Regions from separate parts of the Drosophila melanogaster genome. Here region 1 is linked to region 2. Evidence: chromatin contacts called from public Hi-C data. All regions are on one chromosome and are shown on one strand. The core of a region is the stretch at or near the end of the contact, and the rest is flanking DNA. Distances in the headings are between cores, read along the strand shown. Region 1 holds the start of pbl (pebble). Region 2 holds the start of CG32365.

What was found. Hi-C and Micro-C count contacts between places; a contact is called where the count stands out from the background.
Region 1: a contact with region 2 is called in a Hi-C map of the Kc167 cell line, with 3 times the contacts expected there. A contact is called at or near these places in 63 of 107 Hi-C or Micro-C datasets (the D17-c3 cell line, the Kc167 cell line, the ML-DmBG3-c2 cell line and 24 more) and 3 of 7 datasets of targeted methods (all in the Kc167 cell line).

The regions. Positions count from the first base shown.
Region 1 is chr3L:7,908,451-7,914,530 of dm6, forward strand. It overlaps pbl (pebble), which reads right to left and starts at 3,504. Exons shown (of 11, transcript NM_168241.3): 1 at 2,972-3,504. The coding sequence starts at 3,008. It overlaps CG8281, which reads left to right and starts at 4,013. Exons shown (of 1, transcript NM_139904.2): 1 at 4,013-5,313. The coding sequence starts at 4,157. The coding sequence ends at 5,203. It overlaps Tmem43 (Transmembrane protein 43), which reads right to left. Exons shown (of 3, transcript NM_139905.4): 2 at 5,609-6,080; 3 at 5,214-5,547. The coding sequence ends at 5,336.
Region 2 is chr3L:7,865,115-7,870,882 of dm6, forward strand. CG32365 reads left to right here and starts at 3,928. Exons shown (of 5, transcript NM_168240.2): 1 at 3,928-3,989; 2 at 4,469-4,939. The coding sequence starts at 4,478. Pdp1 (PAR-domain protein 1) reads right to left here and starts at 2,255. Exons shown (of 5, transcript NM_168233.3): 1 at 2,127-2,255. The coding sequence starts at 2,169.

The DNA of each region.
Region 1 (6,080 bases), core at 2,254-4,753, 43 kb after region 2:
TCGTGTCGTATTCTCATCTCTGACGTCTCGGAATTTTCAAATAGATATTCCAGATATGCATTCCCAAAACAAGCGATAAACAATGCAATTTACCTAATGGAAATCGTGGCGATTTATGGACTAACAAAATGTTTATAAGGTAGGAATATCACTGGAATGTGGAATCCAATAAAAACCAGTGATACGGAATGTGCTCCATGGGAATTCAGAATTTGTAGAAGATTGATATGGGTATTAAAACGCACAAATGTCCACATCATTAAATGTGAAAAAAATTGTTTGATTTATTCAATTCGAGAGGCTTTTAGCGATGAAAAGTCATATATGCTAATTCTGCGAATAATTTTTTATATGAACAATTTCTTTAATGATGCATTCTAAGCTATTAAACGAAACATATTGTTAAGTTTAATGCGCCTTATTATTTCCACGAATTGCTTGACTGGCATTTAAATCAATATCACCTTAACATGACATCGAATGCTTTCCTCGGAAAGTAATATATTTATTTATGAAATACATAGTTATTTTTACTGTTCCTGCACCTTTCCCAGGTGTTTGTCGATGGTCTGGCTGAATGGATGGATGATTCACGAAAGACTTTACCCTACTTAAGTTTCCCTCTGGCGAATATGTTGCTCTTGCTTTTGCGCATATTCAACCCTTGGAAACGAGTACCTGAAGGGGTTTATCTGGGAATCTTGAAATACCTGTAAAATCCTCGTACACCTGACACAAGGCGGCCTGTCGAAGCTTCGCCTGTTTGACCTCCTCGTCGGCGGCATATGTGAAATAGGAGGCGGATTGTCGCTGAACCGTGACCACTTTGTTGCTCTTTTTGCCCAAATGGTTGCCAAAGTTGAACTGCACCAGCGGTAAGTGTAACATTTTGTTCGCAGATCCTCAAGGATCGGGCTCTAAAACATAACTAAATGCAAGACGAGCTCAGGCTGAGGGAACACCTGAAATCGCATTTTGCATGGCCACAGGTGGTAGCTTCTTCGGTTCAAACAAGAAGAAGAAGGTATGTAAGTGAGGTCAGGAGAAAAGGTAAACGCAAAATGGTAAGCAAAATTTCCGAGTGTGAGAAAGTGCCGAGACTCACAGGTGGCGGCCACCATTTTTCGCCATTCGGGAATTTCCTTCCTTTTTGCCCGAACAAAATCCGCTGTTGTTATTTATTTTCTACTTTTCCTCGCTGGCTGCCTGCCAGGGAAACGATGAAAAACTAATTGAGTGGCATCTGAGAAATGAAAAGCCATCGGAAGAAGAGGGCTGTGTGTGTGGGTTTCTGGGCATTCAGCCACGCAGCGAAAAATGTCCTATGCGAAATCATAGTTAACCCAAAATGACAATTTTTGATTTTTACTTAAATTCTCGTGTCTATTGCTTTTGACCTAGACCTAAAAGCATTTTTAAGTGACAATGAAATCCAAAAATAAAATATTTTATGTAAAAAAATTGTGTTTTAAACGAAAGACGTTTTGTAATTTTGGAATAATATTTAGAAAATTACTTTAAATCTCTAGAAAAAAAAACCTCAGTTTACCTGCAAGTTTAAATTATACATAAAATCAACCAATTTCTCGCTGTGTAGCGGATTTTGTCAAATAGCAGAGCAGAGTCATCAAAGAAAAATCTTGTAATAAAATTACGTACGTATCCCGCGGAAGCCTTGACGTAGGCGAAGAGCAGATTCCGAAGGTCTGCGGGCCATGTAAAATGCCATTAGCATTGAGGGACGGAAAACACGGACTACAGGCTATATAGTCATAGTTGTATGGGCATGTGCGCCCTGTCAACATGTGTAAATGGAATACGAGGTAATCGGCCAGCGGGGTAGGTAAACCACCCGGAAAGCAAGGATCAAGGATTCTGTGCAACAAGAGGAGGAAGTAGAAGGAGCGAAGAGCCTGTCGAGCAGGATAAATTCTTCTTCTTACCTGGCGGCAAGTATTAGAGCGGAGCAGACAGAATAAGTACACAAAGATATCATGTAGAGTTGATTTCAAAAGTATCTACATACATATGCACATTTAAAGGCTAAATAACATCAAAGGAGAATTGATTTTATAACCTAACCAAATTATAAACTTTTAATTGATATATGCTTTATTTGCGCCTCAAATTCGGACACAAAATACATTAAATGATAATTTTATTTGTTTATGCCGCGCGCTGGAAAAATTCCTGCCGTACAACATATTTACACGTATTTTTTAAGGCAATAACCTTTGAAATTGTGTGGTATTTGCAGTTACACGTTCTCGTTGCGGAAATCGTAGGCTTATGGAAAGTATAACAATTTTAATTGCCTAGAAACAATTTTGTTTTTAGTTAAATAAAAATGTTAAAAATATAATAAAAACTTTATAGCAGAGATTTCTCTTTCCCATCAATACCTAAATCTATCTTTTGTTAATTGTTTACTTTTTTAAGATTCGATAGTTTCTTGTTTACTTTCTTTTATAGCTACAACTCCATGGCTAAAAACGGCTGAATTCGCATCAATGATAACAGGAACTGATCGCTTAAATTGTTGTTGCTTGTCCTTTCTTTTTACTCTCACAACAGTTAGGGCGCCTCAGTTGTTGTTGTTGTTCTTGCTGTCGGTACAGTGTCGCCGAAGAGAGGGAGAGTGAGGGGAAACGATGATGAAGAGAGGGAGGCATTTCGCATTTATGCGATAAATATTTTCTACACCGAAATAAATTCAGAAAAAAAGATTAAAATATCTGCGACACGATGCCGTTGCTTTTTTAGTCACACAAATACACACAAAGATGTACTTATAGTCGTTGTTATTTCATTTTATTTTTTTGCATTTGCTGGCAGCGACATTTTTTATGAGGATCTTTTGGCCCCGAATGTGGTTTTACCCCGTACCCAACCCCTTTGGGCGACATTGAAAAATGATAAATTCGCCGGCCATTTGGAGCTGCCACGCCCCGCGCCCTCTTTCAGTACTCACCGCACTTCGATTGCTCTTCAATGGTCTCCATTTCCATGGATCTTCTGCAGTTACTTTTTTAAGGCGAACAACTCGTGGAACATACACAAAAACACACACCAACAGAACTCGAAACACAATAGAACGAACGCACAAGGAGACAAATAATTCGTTTGTACTCGATTCGTTTACTTTCATTAACTGGACGCTGTTTTCATGCATTTAGCGCGCATCATTTCCATGTTTGTTTGTTTTTCTACTTTTTGTTACAATTTATTTATTATTTAATTAAAAAGCGGCGGCTCACGAAAACACACACACACAGACGCGCATAGGCAGCGTCGCCCGGTTCTTCGTCCTCTTGTTAGCGATACCGCGTACCTGCTTTAGCAATTTAACCAACAAAATGATCAACAATGTAAGCGAATTGCGCTCAACGGCTGCGCGTCGGAATCACAAATCAAAACTCAACGGACAAACGCGTCTGTTTCGAATTTTTTTCGCTGTAGTGTGCCGCGCAGTGTAACCGTCGCGGGGGCGCCAAGAAATACGCGCAAATGTGATGAACGAAATACCAGAATCAATCGGCGCTAAATAATGGTCACACTTGCAAGGGGTTGAAGGTATTCCCTGTAATGCTATATAACTAAATTAAACGACTATGGCTATAAAATAGTTGTAAGCTGCACTATATTAACAATCAATTAGAACTGTTTTCTTCGTTTAAGTTGTTTTTGGCCTGTCGATAAATTAAATTTGGTAATATCCTACTATTGTTGCAGTTGTAGCCTCCAATCATATTTTTCATGCAAGCTATATAAGCTACAGTTAATTTTATGTATGCTTGCTCATATATTTAATAAATGAATGCCTAAAACTACTTGCTTTTGTGCTACTTTGTTTAAATATACGCGCTTGATAACAACGAGTTGACCGATAAATACTGCTGGCGAAGTATCGATACCAGTGACAAGCATTGCCACTACGTCCGCACTTGTTGCTGTATCTTCACGCTCACGCACACTCGCACACAACCATTACGTCAATATGGCAAACAATCTGTCAAACGCGCAATTACAACAAACACAGTTCGTTCGCATTGACAGTTGGTCAATAGGTCCATCCAGGATTCGCTGAAGTGGTGAAGATAGCCAAGGACTGCAGCTGGCGTGGATTGGCAGAGGGTAATCCAGAGATCCGCGCAAAATGCTGCCACAAACGCCGCCGCACGGATTGAAGGTGATGTCGGGAGCGGAGGAGAACCGACACTATCTGCGCGCCTTCATCCAGACATACAGGGATCTGCCCGTGCTGTGGGACACATCGCTGCGGGACTACACCAATCGGGAGAAGCGGGCGGAGGCCTATTTGCGCCTGGTGCCCATATACCATTATCTCAAGCGGGACGCCACCGTGGAGGATGTGAAAAAGAAGATCAACACACTGCGCACGAACTACCGCAAGGAGCTGAAGGTGGTGGAGAGTGCCCTGCGATCGGGCAGCCTCCACAGTCCACGCTGCTGGACCTTTCAGGAGCTGGACTTTCTGCGCAACTCGGAGAAGTTTCTAGCCGTCAATCCCGCCTTTAAGAACGAGCCCAACTTCGCCTTCGGTGAGAGCAGCAATTGCCCGAGTGCGTTTCTGGAGAGCCAGGGAGCAGCCCTCCATTATCCAGCACCACGCGCTGGTGGTCAGACGCCCAACATTTCCGAGATGTTTCACAAATCATTTGGAGCTCCGCCACCGCCACCGCCAGCAACCAACCATGTGGATTATGGGAGCAGCAAGCGAGCCAGGCAAACGCCGCCATGTACGGGAGCAGGAGCCGGATCTACTGGCGGTCCTGGGGCAACAGGCACCGCCCACAACACCGACGAACTACTCAACATAGCCTGCGAGTATTTGGCTGGCACATATCCGGAGGAGGAGTCCATCGCCCGCACCTGGACGCACAAACTGAAGCGACTGCCGCGCGAGCAGCGTCTTCTGGCCGAACGTTTCATCAACGAGATTCTCTTCGAGGCCGAGTCCAACAATCTGCATCGCGGATCTGTGCAAATCAACAACAGCTTCGAACCCTACGTTCGCTACGAAGAAACGCCAAATGGTCACGAGGAGCAGGACAAATCACAGAGCCCCAGTGTGCACACCTCCAGCGAATCCAAGCCCAATGTGTCGGGAGCGAGCGGAAGCGGGGGAGGAGGTGGGCCACCGGGCAGCACCACCACCAGTGCGGGCATCAGGGAGTTCTAACTTTAGTTTAGTTACTAAGTGTTAAGTTTTTATTGGCCGAGGGATAAATGGCAAATGCGATCAATTTGGCTCAACAATGAAAATCAACAATAAATAAACCTGTAAATAATATTGAGATGACTCTGAAATGGATTAGTCCAGGCGATGGTAGTCGACCAGATTGCGGGTGAACCAGACGTAAGGCGATGCGCCAGCCAGTAAGAGGCAGGCGCCGATCACAGGACGATGCAGGATCCAGGCGACTGCCGCAATGGTCAGAGCTAGCGAAAATGCGATGAGTAGGTTGCCCGTAACCGGGAACTGAGGATCGGGTGCCAAGGCCACCAATAGCGGCACCCGTACAACTGGAGGAGATATAACCATTTAGTACAAGAGATCAATTTTTTTAGAAAATACAGGACTCACACAGCAGACGAAGGATTTTGGTGTTGCAGGTGACGCCGAAGAAGATCAGCAGCCAGCCGACGAAGCGCCACCACCAGGTGTGCAAGACCTGGGCACGAGCCTCCAACCGGAACACTTCCTGGACACTGAGCCCACCCGGATAGACGAGCAGCACTGGAACGCCACGGGAGGTTATGTACGGCACCAGTTTGTTGCCCGACAGCTTGCCCACCACGCTGAACACCTCGCCCTCCATTCCCGCGAAGCTGAAGAGCAGGCGCAGGTCACCCACCTCCGGATTGAACACATCATTGGTGTGATAATATATGCCCAGATGCAGCTTGACGCCACTATCCTCTGGCCGAATGTCCGAAGTGAGCTCCTGGTAGTTGTTAAACTTCTCCTTCACCTCCGCACCCAGTTCATAGCGTCCAATGAAGACGGCATCCGCCACCTGAACGTGGCTTTCGATGGGAAAGTGACTGGGATTCGT
Region 2 (5,768 bases), core at 2,678-5,177:
ACTGCCCAGACGCGTTGTATTTTTTTTTTTCGTATAGAGGCGCGTGCCAATGGAAGTCTTGGCTTCAGGTTAGTCGCGTGTTTGGTGACCCGATTTTAAGAACAGATTATTGAGTCGTTTTAAACCAGATAATGCCTGCTGGATCAGCCTCCCAAGCTACGACATATGGCGATTGTTTTGGTTTTGGGTGGCATTTTTCGAATTGCGTTTTGCATCAGTAAAATTTCCACGCCCAGAAGCGTGCGTTGCGATCTTATCAGCCGGAGCAGAGTGAATGGAACTTGGAGGTTCTAAGACAGCCACTAAATCCCCGACCTGACCATGTGATCCGATCGCTGGAAAAAAAAAACAACCGAACCCCAGATCGTGAGAGTTGTTTCTGTGGGGAAAACACGATCGTGAGTCTCGCACTCTCGCGAGCTTTTAATGAGAGCTTTGTCGATTCGATCCAGAAGTTGCTAGAAAATAATGAATATCAGGGTACAACAGGTGCACTGAAAAAAGGGCGTGCAACGAGAGGCTTATCAGAAGCTGTGGGTATTAATAATACTATAAAATTTGTCGTTGCATATTAGAACTATGAAAATGGAATCCTTTTCATTATTATTATTTTTCAGGTTCATAATTTTTTAGCTTATGAACCAATATCTAAGATCTATGGACTTTCCCTGTCTGATTAAAACAAATGCAATATATTATTTACAAAATGCATTCTGTAAATATAGATAATTAAATCTAAAGTTTCTCACAAGTAAAAGGCTCGAGAACAAATGGAATCTTTATTATATGCATGGTCGTCTTTTCAAGCCCTCTAAAAATGAGCAATGGGATGGCAACTGTGTGACTGTGTGTCGTAAATGTTTATAATTAAAACTAGCCCCTGCCTACATCCACACCATAATCATCGTAATCACCATCCGCACAGCCACAACTCACTTTTTATGCGGCCCAACTATATCATGAGGGTAAATATTTATAGTCGCCTGGTAACCTCGTCTTTCCTTTCCTCCTGATAACGAAGCCGGCGACAACGATGACAGTGCAATTGATTGTGATTATGGAATGGCGACAACTGTCGACGACGACGTCGTCGTTTCTATTTCACCAATTCTGGACAGCAGTCCATCATGGCAACCCAAAACTGAGTACTGGATAGGGGGAAATGAGCTCAATCCAAGAATCCACGCTATTTTATCGAGCACCCCAACATTTGATTAGTCTGATATCAAAGGCCTCAAGTGCCGACGCAAGATCCAACGGGGTCAGTTTTGGGGCCTATGCATATCGATCGCAGGTGATCGGGTTGGTAAATACTAGTTTATCTCGGGGAAGTCGTTCGGTGGAGTGGCTAAGTGGTCGGAGGGGTGGGAACCTGATTGGGCTTGGGGGTTTCCTGGGCGGGGTCCACAATATATCAATTAGGCGGCATCTGGATTGTACTAATTAATGACGGCATGCTGTGTAAATTCCGAATTATTCATTGCTATTGAGTACGGCTGCACTGGGTATTTATAAATATATAAATTTTAAGACTAAAGCAAAAAAATTAAAAGTTTGTTTCAGCTTCTCTATCTTCAGATCCCCCAATTTAGTGTGTGAAAGTATGCTACAAAAATCCTTCGAAATCCTTTAGCCACTCCTAATTCAGGTACCTCTTAGTCTCGATCCACTGTACCTCGTGACGTTTCTATTGAAGGCCGAACACAATATACAAGCACTCTAATTTTGCGTGTGCGTACATAAGCTACTATTTGCTTAAGGCTCCGCCGCTAGGTAAATAAAAAATCACCATAGAAATGGAAATAGCAAAAAAAAATAGAAAATCAAAGAAACCAATTTGTAGCAATCTGAAGACAAAATCAAATAATTTGTCACATGGCGGGCTTAACCACGGCAAAATAGAAAACAAAAAAATAAATAAAACCGTGCAAAAGCTTACTATCACACGCCCCCACAATGCTCTCTTGAGCTCTTTCTCTTTTTCGCGCACAAAGTGTGAGTGAGAGGCAGAGCAAACAAAACCGATTCGCACTCTCGCCAATGCACGTGTTACCTTTGTTGGGGCTTTCGATGATTCGGTGAGAGGGGCAAGGGGGCAATGGACAGGTGCCTACGCTACCACTTACCTCGCACGGATAAGTCCATGATATTCTCCTTGGGCTCGCTCATTGCACACTCTGTGTCCTCCTATCGATTGCAAGTGTTTGAAAACCGATTACCGATACACACGGTCGCAGCAACAACGCGTAACTGAAACTATTTTCCAAAAGATTAAATCATTTCGATGGCGGCGCGGGGGAGCATTGGGACATAAATTGGAAATCAAAATAAGAGCAACTTCAAGTACTCATTCTCACTCTGCTCTCTCGCTCTCTCTTTTTGGTGCAGCCGGCAGAATGTAATCACGTGGTCTTTATCTTCACTGGAGCCATTCAGGGGGCCAGAGCGTGAGGGGGCTAGTTGCGGAGAAGCAGCGAGAGAGCCAAGCGGCATATGTCCATCTCGCTCGCTCGCATGGCCCTCTTATATAAGCCTTATGTAACGGAGAGTCGCAGGGGCATGCGCACATGGCAACAGTGGATCGTGGGGCCATAAAAATAGAAATCTATACTAAGTACCCACTACGAACGACTCTGACTAATCGCCGTATTTCTATTTTAGTAGCTAGGGGTCAGGTTGCAGAAGGATTCCATCAAATATTTTACGTCTATAAATAAATAAATATCATAAATCATTTAAATTATAAAATTATTTAAATATATTGATATGAATAAAAACACATTAAATGTGGTTCATAAAATATTTAATATTTTTACATTTAAAAATAGTTTTAGATGACTTCCAATTTTAGTTTAAATACTTAAATTCCTACTAGTAAAATGATATGACCTTAAGTTTTGGGTCATGCTTTTCGAAATCAGTAAGCTATGGAGTTCTTTGTCAAAAGGGGGTTATGTACAAATGTTCATCAAAGGGAATTAAAGCACTTCTGTTATGATAAAAGCTTGAAAATCCTTCCCCTAAGCTAGATAAACAGGGGCAAACATCAGCGCAGCGCAATCAAATTGATTGGCAAGCTGTCTCCCCAATATAGATACCACATAAGGTATGGGAATTAGGCCGGGGATTAGTCAGCGGAGGAACGAATGCTAATGCCTCCTTAGAAGGGGGAATGGTAAAACAATTTCCATTTCTCAACCGATATTATTAGTTTCGTTGAACAAAATTTGCACTGGAAAAAAACCCTTTTCTTACTCATGATAAAATATAAAAACTAATTAATTTTAAGACATTTGGAATAATATTTATAATGAATACTAAGATGCAATCTATTTAACTAAAAGAAGAACAAAAATAAACTTTATCTTTTTAATATACTTTTTCATATTTTCTTGTAAAATACAATCTACATTTTTCAAATTTCTTGGCGCGCCAAATCATTAACATTTCTACATTTGAAAACATGTTAACGAATTTAATGTATTTATAGACTTTTATTATTATAGACTCTTGTGCAGTTAACTAAGCTATTGACTAAATGCTATAAGCTAAAAAAAAAGTCTCTATAAAATCACTTAAATGTATACGTTCAAGACGTTTCTTTCATTTAATTTGTTAAATTTAGGTTTCACGATCTGATCTTATGACATAAAAACGATTGTTTAACAAAATGCTTAGCATACTTTTAAGCATATTTTTTTTACTGTTGTTGCACTGTTATTAAGAGAATAGCTAGCTGTTAAGACATTCTTTGCAGACTCTGTTTTATTCGGTTGCCTTGGTAACTTCTTCATTCATTTATTTCAGAGAGAACGAGCTTACTGTTAATAACATTAACATTAACATTGGAGATCGAAATAATAACCCAAGCAGGGTGACCCAAGCACAAACTGTCTGCGAATTTGGCGGTAACATACAGTTGGTCTTCCAGTTAGGTTTCCACCTCGGCCGGGAAAAGTCGCGTGAATTACGAGAAGCAGCAAACTGTTGTAAAGTTGAAAAACAAGCTATTTATTAGTAGAACATTATTCTTGAACATTTAATAACAACAGTTCGCACTAAAATTCAAACCCAACAACATTTCAACGAATCAATATTTCCCAATTTTTCTGGATTTTAGTACAGTAAAACTCATCAATTCGGGCGCAAACGAAAACTAGCTGCGGCTTTATGAATTTTGTTTGTGTTATGCGCGCGCGAATAAATCCCAGAAATTGATTTCCATTGAATTTCTATTAAATTGTATTGAAAAAAATCCTTCGAGTGTCAAAAACTAATTGATTTGTGCGTGAGTGTGTGAAAGTGAACTTATGGGTGCGTGAAAAAATGCAATAATCCAAAGGGAAATACCGCTAAAGAGGAAAACATCAACAATGCCAATTTAAAAGAGACCAACAAAAAAAAATAGCAGAGAAAGAGGCAGCACAAGGGAAAATTCAAATATATAAATAAAGAAATCCCGTTTTAGCCAATAGAAATGCACAAAACCACAACAAACATGCAGCAGACAACGGATCTTGACTTTGATTTCCAGATGCCGTGTCGCTATTTCAAAAGTTCTTTTGCGCGTTCGCTTTCGCTCAACAACAACAACAACAACAACAACAACAACAACAACAACAACAACAATGCCTTGACATTGCCCAAGAAGCCGCCAACAAACGAGGCCAAACTACAACAACAACAACAACAGCAGCAGCTGGAGAATCAGGAATCGCTAGAGAGAGACAACGAACAGGATTCCCCCTGCGCCACCCCGCCCCCCGCTCTGCCAGCACGACGTCACACCGCCAACATGATACACTTTGGCGCCTCTAATCAGCTGCTCACCGCCCAGCCGCCCCATCCCCCTCAGCATCCACAACCACCGGCACAATCCGCCAGGAATCTCAATCTCGTCTGGCCAATGCAACCGACACATCAGCCAACACAGCAGCAGGTTAGTACAGTAATCTTTGCGCCAAACGAGAATTCTCGGAATTTAAATTCCGCAGTAATGCCAACATTTAACGTTATGAGGAAATGCTTGGGCTACAAAAAAAATTAAGTACATATGTATATGCGTTAAGGGAAATTTATAGAAACAACGTGATTTTCAAATATTTTGTTAAAATTATTTACAAACAATATTAAAAACAGTTAATACTATGTACATATTTAATTAACAACTTTTTCTGAATTCAAGTTCACTTTTCTTTGACTTGGAATTCCCTGAAGTTCTGTTACGCGAGTGCCCACTGTATCACTTTATGCTTTCTTTGCTTGGAACGCGTCTCCGTCTCCCCTCTCACTCTGCCCCACATCCCCCGGCTCCCTTAAACTTTGCTATGTTGCCTTGGCATTAAAGAAAAAAGTTCAGTTTCCTTTTTGGAGCAACTGGATATTTATGTCACCTTGTTGTTTGTCACGTAGCCTTGACAGCCTCCCCTTAACAACCCCACTACCCCCTCTTCTGCCCACAAAAATCCTCGCCTCCTTTGGCGTCTTGCAGTTGTTGTTGTTATTATTGTTGTTGTTGCTGGCCATGATATGACAAAGTTTTTGTTTCACTGATTTTTTTAAGGTCAACTTGATTTATGTGCGAAAAGTGTCGTGTGTGGGTCGAAATTGGAGAGTAAACTTCACTTGGCATTGATAAGGGTGATAAGGGGGCATAGTTGGGGGTCTAAAGTGGTTGAAAGGCGTATATGTAACATTTATTAAGTGTCTCAATGAATTTGCCAGCAAACATCAAGTGGAATTGAAAGTTGCATCGGGGTAACTTAGCA